3 separate regions of the Mus musculus genome follow, and all the other regions are linked to region 1. Evidence: chromatin contacts called from public Hi-C and Micro-C data. All regions are on one chromosome and are shown on one strand. Each heading gives the region's core, a stretch centred on a gene start, on an enhancer-like site or on the middle of the called end of the contact. The rest is flanking DNA. Distances are from core to core; before and after follow the strand shown.

Region 1 (2,700 bases), core at 185-2,684:
GTCACTTGCCTTGAACTATTTGAGGCCAAAGTGTGCACTAATAAACAGTACTGGAATCACCAGGAATTTAATCCCATGAATTTAATCCAAGCCCTTGGGAGGCAGAGGCAGGTAGTCTCTGTAAGATCCAGGTCAGCCTGGTCTACACAGGCAAGTTTCAGGTCACCCAAGGAAACAGACCCCGTCTTAAAAAAAAAAATAAAATAAAAAATTCAGAACACCACTAATTATCTCAACTCACGAAACTATTCAACAGCTGTTCTAAACACCTTTGGAGCTCAGCAATGGCAGGTACTTTTTTTCCAATGAAGGAAAATCCTATTCTTTTTAGTAAAGCTTTAAGCCGGCCACAGAAGGCTTGCACAACCAAAGGCTCCAGTGAGCCAGGCCCGGATCAGGAAACTCTTTTGTGTCCAGTGGAGGAGGAGATTCTGGTTTACTCTGGTTTACACCGGTTTTCTTACAGCCCCCCCCCCCCCCTCCACACACACACACAGGTGGGAAACATTAACCAAGTCGCAATTAGCGCATGAGGCTCAAAGTCACTCTCCACCGAGGCAACTTTACGGGGACAGTTCCCCCTCTTCCCCACCCCCCACCCCCCGGAGCTGGTTAACCAAAGAGAGCGGAGACGCTCCAGAAGGTTCCGGAAGCCCGCAGGCTGGGCCCCTCCGCCAAGCCTGGGGTGGTAGGCATCCCCTGCAGACCCCGCGGCTGCGACCCTGGATCCCACGGCCTAGGGGCTCCCGAAGTCCCCGAGGTCCTGCGTGGCGTCCCCCGCACCCCTCCACCCCGCGGTTTCTCCGATCCCGGACGTCCCCGCGGGCCCCTGAGATCACTGCAGCCCCTGGTGTCCCTGCGGTCGCTCCCGCCAAGCCAAGCCACGCCACCGAGCCCCAGCCAGCCACGCTCACCCGGACGCCGCGATGGTCGCCCCTCGCCTCCGGGCTCCTCGCAGACATTTTGTCCTGGACGGAAAAGGCCGATTCCCCCTTAAAGACACAGCGCTCAATTTGCGCGTCTCGGGGCGTCCATGGGGGGCGGTGACGCGTGGTCTGGACGCCGGGGCGCCGCTGCTAAACCATCCGGTCCGGGAGGAGTTTAGAGTAACGGATGGAGAACTAGTTTAACGAATTGAAATCTGTCGGAGGTTTTTAAACGGTGCAATAATAGCGCAGGGATGCTGAAAGCGTTTTAACCGTGGCTCTGCACGTTTGCGCGTTAACCTTCCAAGCCCTTGGATTCAGCGGGTCCAGATCCTCAGCTGGGCGCACTGCTCGCTCGCATTCTTACAGATTAAGGCCTCTGATATGGCACTAGTCAGAAGTCCTTGCAATCAAGGTCTTAGGAGGAAAAGGTGTCCACCCAAACCACCAGCACAGGGAACTACCTTTGTCTTCATTATATTCAGTTAACAGCGTCTGCGTGATTTACAGTTACATCAGCCGCTAGCGGCTGCGTTCTAAGGCGGGTTTCTGCATTCCACGCTCCAGGTGGAAAGAGAAACCTTTTTCAAGACCAGCCCGCTGAGGTGCGGGCGAGAGCCTTGGGGCTTTGCAGGCTGACGGGCAATCCTGTTGTGTAGCGTTTTGCTGTTCCAGCCGTTCAAATATTCCCACCATACAGATTTTTAATCTATAAATAGTCGCAAGGAAGTGACTTGCCAAATTCAAGAACGCACCAGTTAGCTCTTAACGCACAGCTGGCACGTTCTGCCCTTCATTCATAAAAACAAAACAAAAGTCACTAATTTGTTGCTTTTTAATTTAGTGTTTTTGCGTGGTGGTGGTGGTGGTGGGTGTCTGTGCATGCATGGGTGCAGTGTCAGTGGAATCCAGAAGAGGGCGATGGATCGGCGGTAACCGACTCCCCGCCCCCCCACCCCAATCATCTCTTCAGCCCACATACTGCTCTGCTCACATTCTATTAGTCAAAGTAAGTCACATGAACAATGGGCACGAAGCCTTGCTAGAAGACAATAAGCAAAAAGATATAAATGTAAAAAAAACAAAAAAAAACAAAAAACCAAAAAACCAAGAAATTCTTTTGTAGGTAATACAATCCATGTTAACTGCTTTGGTTCAAGTGGCGCTGGGGAGGAGCACCTTGCTCATGCAGAGCACGTGTTTTGCAGTGGAAATATTATAACCCTCCTCACTTAAACACACACACACCTGATAGACCTATTTGTTGACTTTCTTCTATGCCAAGAATTTCAGAGAAAAGAAAAATCTTGTTGGGTATCACGAAAGGAATACTTTTGCAATGGCGAGATTATTAGATTCCCCTCTTTCAAGATTGACCTAAATGTTTTCATACAATATATTTTGATCATATTCTTTTGTAACCCAGCAAACCAGTAAAACAAACAAACAAATGAACGAAAACACATTTTAAAAAGTGTGTAAGGATTCTCTAGAGTAACAGAACTTACAAACCGAATTCCTCTCTTTATATAGAGAAAGGGGGAAGTTTTAGAATGACTTACAGGCTGTGGTCCAGCTAACCCAACAGTAGCTGTCTATGAATGGAAAATCCAAGAATCTAGTAGTTGTGTCTCAGCTGGTCTTCAATAGAAGCTGGAATCCTGCAGGAGTAACCGCCGCCGCTGGCGATGGACTTGCCAGTTAGGCCAGAGTACAGTGGCAAAAAGCAAAAAGCTGTCTTCTCCCGTGTCCTTATATAGGCTTCCAGCAGAAG
Region 2 (3,116 bases), core at 19-2,518, 1.2 Mb before region 1:
CAAAAGTGCCGCACACGCTTCCTACACCAAAGATCACTCACACCTCAAAGTTTACTATCTCAGATTTCAAGGCCAAACCCAGTCAACTGGTTTGCCTAAGTTACACCAATTAAGAGCCGAACAGCACCTGCCCCCATTCTGGTAGGGGCCTCCAAAATACAGTCTGAAAGGTCGATTTCACCGCCCTCCTGCCCAGCACTTCTTCAGACACCACGGGTTGCCCAACCCAGATTCCTACACCCCAGACAGCTGCGGCCTTGGGTTCCAAGTTACCAGATGCACCTTGCCTCCCGAACTAGATCACGGATTTAATACAAGCTTTCCAAGGTCCTCCGCCAAAGCTGACAGGATCCAGGAATTGGGGGGCTAGCGGTAAGGACAGTCCCAAGCACCTCCTATCCCATCCCTGGCCAGGCACTCATTCCAAGACGACCTTTCGGCCCCGCACCCCAGCACATTCCGCAGCCCCCGCCCCGGGACAGTCGGTGCCTCCAGTCCAGCCCCACCCCAGGTCCCGAGCGGCTCCCCCTCGCCTCGCGGCAGGTGAGTCCCGGCAGCGGATCCACGGTCCCCGCGGGGCAGCTCACCTTGCTGAGGACCCCGCAGCGCTCCACAGGCGGCCCGGACTCCGTCTCCGGATCCTCCTCCGAGCCCGACGAGTTCCAGCTCTGGTTATCCGACATGGAGACGCGACAGCCGAGCAGGAGACCGGCCCCCGCTCCGCGAGCTGCGCCAGTGCAGGCGCCTAGTCCCTGGGGTGAAGGGTCGGGGGATGGCACCGCCAAGAGAGCCCGCTCCGGGGAGTGAGGGAACAGGAAGAGGGACGAAGCGCGCCCGCCGCGCCGCCGCCGCCGCGCCTGACACCGAGCGGACCGGGGAAGGAGGACGAGCGGCGAAGAAAGCCTGCCCTTCCAGCCGTCAGCCGCCGTGGCCGTGACCCCTGCGCTGCGCCCGGCGCCGCCACCTGAACTCGGCCCCCTAGATGCCAACCTCAGTCAGGGAGGGAGGAGGGGAGGAAGACGGGAAGAGCCAAGCCAACGGCAGAGACCCAGATCCACTCACTCACACCTCCGCTACAGCCGCCATCTTCCTGCCGGGTCCACTATTTACCCTCCCTCCTCTCTCAGCTCCCTCCCCTCCGTCCTCCCATCCTCCCTCCACCCCGCCCCGGGCCCCTCCCGGCGGCTCGCGACGCTCCCTACCTCCGGCCCTCCCGGGTGACGACGGGTAGGGAAGGAGGCGGAGCCGGGAGAGGAGAAAGCTGAACAGGGAAGCCGCTGCGCTGCATTCTGGGAAGGCTGGCGCTCCGTCCGCCGCGCAGCCTCCTGGGAGTTGTAGTCGCAATCCTAGGCAACTGGTGTGTGTCCTGGGCGCGCCTAAAGGCTGGTTGCCTAGGGGAACCTTCTGAAGGCAAGTGGGCTTCTTTTGAGAGTTGCGTGCCCCTTTCCGTCCAGCCTGGCTTCCGATTCTGCCTTGCGTGTTTGTGACGAGCCAGCGAGCCGGGACGTGAGAACCCTCAGGTGAGGATGGTGGGCTGTGCGACGCTGCTTTCCGGAAAGCCCGGGAACATCTTTGCAACTTGCCTGGGCAAAAATGATAGGGACTCCGTCGCTTCACTCAGGTTAGGAGTTTATGATCTCTCCAGTCGCAAACTGAAGATTTGCTTCCTCTCTAAAACCGTCACTGTTAATTCCGAAGGACTACTGTCTATGTCTTCGGAAGTAGACTTAATATTTGACGTTTACTGCTGTTGGAGGAAGAATTCCTTCAGACTATTTTCTCACTGTTAATTTATAGAATTTTTATCTCGTGCAATTAATGTTGAGGTTGTCAGAGAACAAATAACGTTTAAAGAACTTCTTAAAAAGGAAATTAGGGTCATATTATATCCTGAAGTTTTCTCTTAGTTGTGAACAAGTATCTCCCCGGAGACCCATGTTAACCATCTTTTTCCTCCCCGGAAGACAGGATAACTTGGATAGAAACTTTCTATCATTAAGATCAAAATGCGAGTTTTACTAAATAATAAGGAATTAGGCAATAGGTAGCTATCAAATTCCTGATCATTTCCAACTTTGAAATTCCTTATTTAACTGCAGAAAGAATTTCTACCTGCTACCCAGATGGAAAAGTAAGAAATTTTGAGTGTTTGGGGGTAGGGTGGGGTGTTAAGGCACAATGACTAAGAAAAAACAAACAAACAAAACAAACAAAAACTCTGGGAGCAATCGAAGAGTCCTACACTCCACATGACAGGAAGTAGCCCTGAGAAGTTCTTGTGTAGAAGCATTCCTGGAGACTAAATGCAGTAGAATCTAAGTCTACTGTATGTCAGATACAAATGATTTTCCATCGTAAAATCATGACAAACATAACTGAAAGATATTCAAATGAATAAAACCTTAAGAGATAAAGATTTTAAGAATACCTTATCAGGGTGTTAAAACATAGCCCAAGGAGATATATGTACACACACACACACACACACACAGAGAGAGAGAGAGAGAGAGAGAGAGAAGAGGGCAAACCACTTTGTAAATTACAAGAGTATGCATTTAGATAGTTTGCTTTGCTTACTAAGTCAGATATGAATAGAATTTCTGATTCTTGTGCTAGGTTTTAGAATCACTGCTCTTAAAGAAAGTGGTTGTAAATATTGAGGAACTCACCTCACAATGCAATTTAGAATCACAGAAACAGTGTTATGTTTAATTTCTAAAAAGAACCTTCAATTTATTTGGTGACTCATTTAGGTTTTGAGTAATTGTGACCACCAACACCCAGCTCCTGCTTGCTCAGTTGAAAATTGCTTCCTTGTATTTAGTGTTAATGTTTGAGAAATTGCCTCCGTTGCATGGGTCCTTTGTACTAGAGGCTAAGATATTTTAAGTACAGGAAGATTTTTGTCTAGTGATTAGATTACCACATTAGAAATTATGGTTTGCATTATTACTGTTAGCAGAAAGCAGTGCCCTGCAGTAGCCATGCCGGAATGAAGGGTACAAGCTTTCTTTATTTCATAATAAAAATGGCCGCTGTCCAGCTGTCTGTCTTACATAGGGCCTTTTCTAATCCTTGTGCAGTGCTCCTCATTTTCATTAGCTTAATTTTTAGAT
Region 3 (2,772 bases), core at 3-2,502, 1.9 Mb before region 1:
TTACTGTGATGACTTACAGCCTGTAGTCCAACTAACCCAACAATGGTCAGCTGTGAATAGGAAGTCCAAGAGTCTAGTAGCTGCTCAGGCCCACGAGGCTCATTGTTTCAGCTGGTCTTCTGCAGAAGTAGGTTCTAACAGATGTGTTGGCAACTAAGTGCAAGCAGGCGAAGAATGAATCCTCCTTCTTCCAAAGTCCTTATGTAGGCCTCAGCAGAAGGTGTGGCCCAGATTATAAGGTAAATACCAACAGGCTTGGATCTGGGACTTGCTTTGTTCCAGGCTGACCTTGAACTCAAAGCTCTCCTTGCCTCATTCTCCTGGGATTAAAGGTGTGTCCTACCTAGCCTGGGCCTAAGCTTTTCATGGCCACTATGTCTCAAGATCTCTGTGTCAAGATCTAGGTCAGAATCTTGTGTCTCCCAGCCTCAAGATCTGGATCACAGGTGAGCCCTCTAATTCTAGATTGTAGTTCATTCCAGATATAGACAAGATGACAACCGGGAATAGCCCCCACAATGTGTATGGGTGTTTTATCTGTATGTACATCTGTGTACCACATGCGTGCCTGGTAACCTCAGAGGCCAGAAGGGTGAAGTATTCCCTGGGACTGGAGTTATTGGCAGTTGTGAGCCACCAAGTGGGTGCTGGAAATTGACCCCCCCCCCCGGTTCTTTTTGAGAACAGAGTTCTTAACTGCTGAGCCATCTCTCCAGCAATCTTCTAGCATCTATTTACTTACTAAGTTGCCTTCCTGTGATTAGACATACTGTAATCTCTGATTACACATATGCACGTTCGCCCTAGCTAATCGTTATAAAGGTCCTTGGAAAACTATACATCGACATTAATCTCCACTACAGAAATATTCTCTTTGTATCACTTTAATATTTATGTAGTCCATCGCGTCTATCCCAAGTTTTAAATGCTCCCCCTATCTATTTTTTTTTCCATGCATAAATTTTAACCTCCCATTACTTCCAAAGTCAACTCCTGGGAATTCTGACTCGGGAGGTTTTATCAATCAGAGTCCACCACCGTCAGATTTAGTGACAAAAACACTACCTGAAGAGTGGAGGAAGAGACAGGTCTTGCCTGTCAGTGGGCTGCACAAACAAGTTCCTCAGGCGTGACAGGCGTGAGCCACACCCCAGCATCCCGGCTAGAGCGCGACCGCCTCTGCACCGAGCCTGCCCCCAATTTCCGGGCCAATCCCCTCTCGGAGGCGGAGCCCGGGCGGGGAGCTCGGTCATCTGACTTGGTGACCCGGGCACGGATGCTTTCTTCCCAGCGACCCAGACTGGAAGGTTGGTCCAAAGACTGCCTAGCCAGACTCGCGGAGCAGTCATGCCGCAGTCCCCGCGTAGCGCCCCCGGGCTGCTGCTGCTGCAGGCGCTGGTGTCGCTAGTGTCGCTGGCCCTAGTGGCCCCGGCCCGACTGCAACCTGCGCTATGGCCCTTCCCGCGCTCGGTGCAGATGTTCCCGCGGCTGTTGTACATCTCCGCGGAGGACTTCAGCATCGACCACAGTCCCAATTCCACAGCGGGCCCTTCCTGCTCGCTGCTACAGGAGGCGTTTCGGCGGTGAGCAGCCCCACCCAGCGGGGAGGGGACCTTGGGCACAGAGAAGGATCGCCGGGCTACTTGGGTCTCACAGGACTGGAAGACAGCATGACTAGCCAGTCTAACTTAGGTCCAAACTTTGCAGACTGAAGCCCAAGACTTGACCTGTTCATGCTTCTTCTTTCGCGCCCTAGGTGCTCAGGGACCCTACTTAGGATGGGTTCCGAATAACAACGGCCGGGCGTGGTGGCGCACGCCTTTAATCCCAGCACTCGGGAGGCAGAGGCAGGTGGATTTCTGAGTTCGAGGCCAACCTGGTCTACAGAGTGAGTTCCAGGACAGCCAGGGCTATACAGAGAAACCCTGTCTCCAAAAACCAAAACAAAACAGAATAACAATGGAACCCGTGACTCTGCTGGAGTCAGTTTGTTGGGCCTCAGATGGGCAGTTGAGATGACTCCAAAGATAGGGAGGGAACAAGGTCCTAGCCTGCAGAGTGAACCTCCTCTGAGTGCATCCTTAGATACGGATCTTTTAAGGGCCCTAGGTATCCCCAGTGTCGCTTTCAGCTCCGTATGTGGCAACAATTCAGATATCTTTAGTCTCTTCAGTTTTTTTTTCGTTAAGTGTATATGACTGCATGAATTTATGTGTACCGCATGTGTGGAGATACCTGCAGATGCCCAGGGCATGAAATTTTGGAGTGAGCCCCTAATGCGGGTGCTGAGAGCCGAACCTGGGTCCTCTGTAAGAGAGTAAGAGTTCTAAACCTCTGAGCTCTGGGGTGGTAGTCAGGGGAATGGGGGAAACCTTAAGTTGAAACTTTATAGGAGACCTCCCCCTTCCGAGCTATGTTCCATACCTAATAATGTTAGGTATTCAAATGTTAGTCTTTCCAAATGGCCTTTCAAGTGGCTCTTAAGTAACATCTGCTTTTCTTCTTGTTTTCCCAACACTTGGCAGTAGTTGCTCTGTCTTCCTCTCTAATAGGTTTCCTAAAAACCCTTGCCTCATTTAGCACTTAACTGTCAAGCCGGGCATTCTCTGGGCACAGAGTGCCAGCCATAGGTAGGCACCCTTGCCAAGAACAGGGGCTGTGCTAACCTTATTGGTTGCAGGGTAGATTGTATTTGGGACGGTATTTGAATGGGATCCCCCCTCTGCCCTCTCGATTTGAGACCTGGGCGGAAGGGTCTGCCCCCTGGGAACT

Evidence for each region. A called contact is a pair of places that touch in the nucleus more often than the background predicts.
Region 2: a contact with region 1 is called in a Micro-C map of embryonic stem cells, with 4 times the contacts expected there. The contact joins the promoter of Polk here to the promoter of Zbed3 in region 1. A contact is called at or near these places in 2 of 39 promoter capture datasets (liver and pre-B cells), 1 of 484 Hi-C or Micro-C datasets (embryonic stem cells) and 2 of 115 datasets of contacts at active chromatin or transcription factors (stem cell-derived neural progenitor cells and thymic regulatory T cells).
Region 3: a Hi-C map of B cells shows a contact between it and region 1, with 6 read pairs. The contact joins the promoter of Hexb here to the promoter of Zbed3 in region 1.

What each region holds. Positions count from the first base shown.
Region 1 is chr13:95,323,559-95,326,258 of GRCm38.p6, reverse strand. It overlaps Zbed3 (zinc finger, BED type containing 3), which reads right to left and starts at 1,434. Exons shown (of 2, transcript NM_028106.3): 1 at 915-1,434.
Region 2 is chr13:96,540,731-96,543,846 of GRCm38.p6, reverse strand. Polk (polymerase (DNA directed), kappa) reads left to right here and starts at 1,268. Exons shown (of 15, transcript NM_012048.3): 1 at 1,268-1,520. It overlaps Cert1 (ceramide transporter 1), which reads right to left and starts at 1,112. Exons shown (of 18, transcript NM_023420.2): 1 at 588-1,112. The coding sequence starts at 683.
Region 3 is chr13:97,196,837-97,199,608 of GRCm38.p6, reverse strand. Hexb (hexosaminidase B) reads left to right here and starts at 1,252. Exons shown (of 14, transcript NM_010422.2): 1 at 1,252-1,583. The coding sequence starts at 1,348.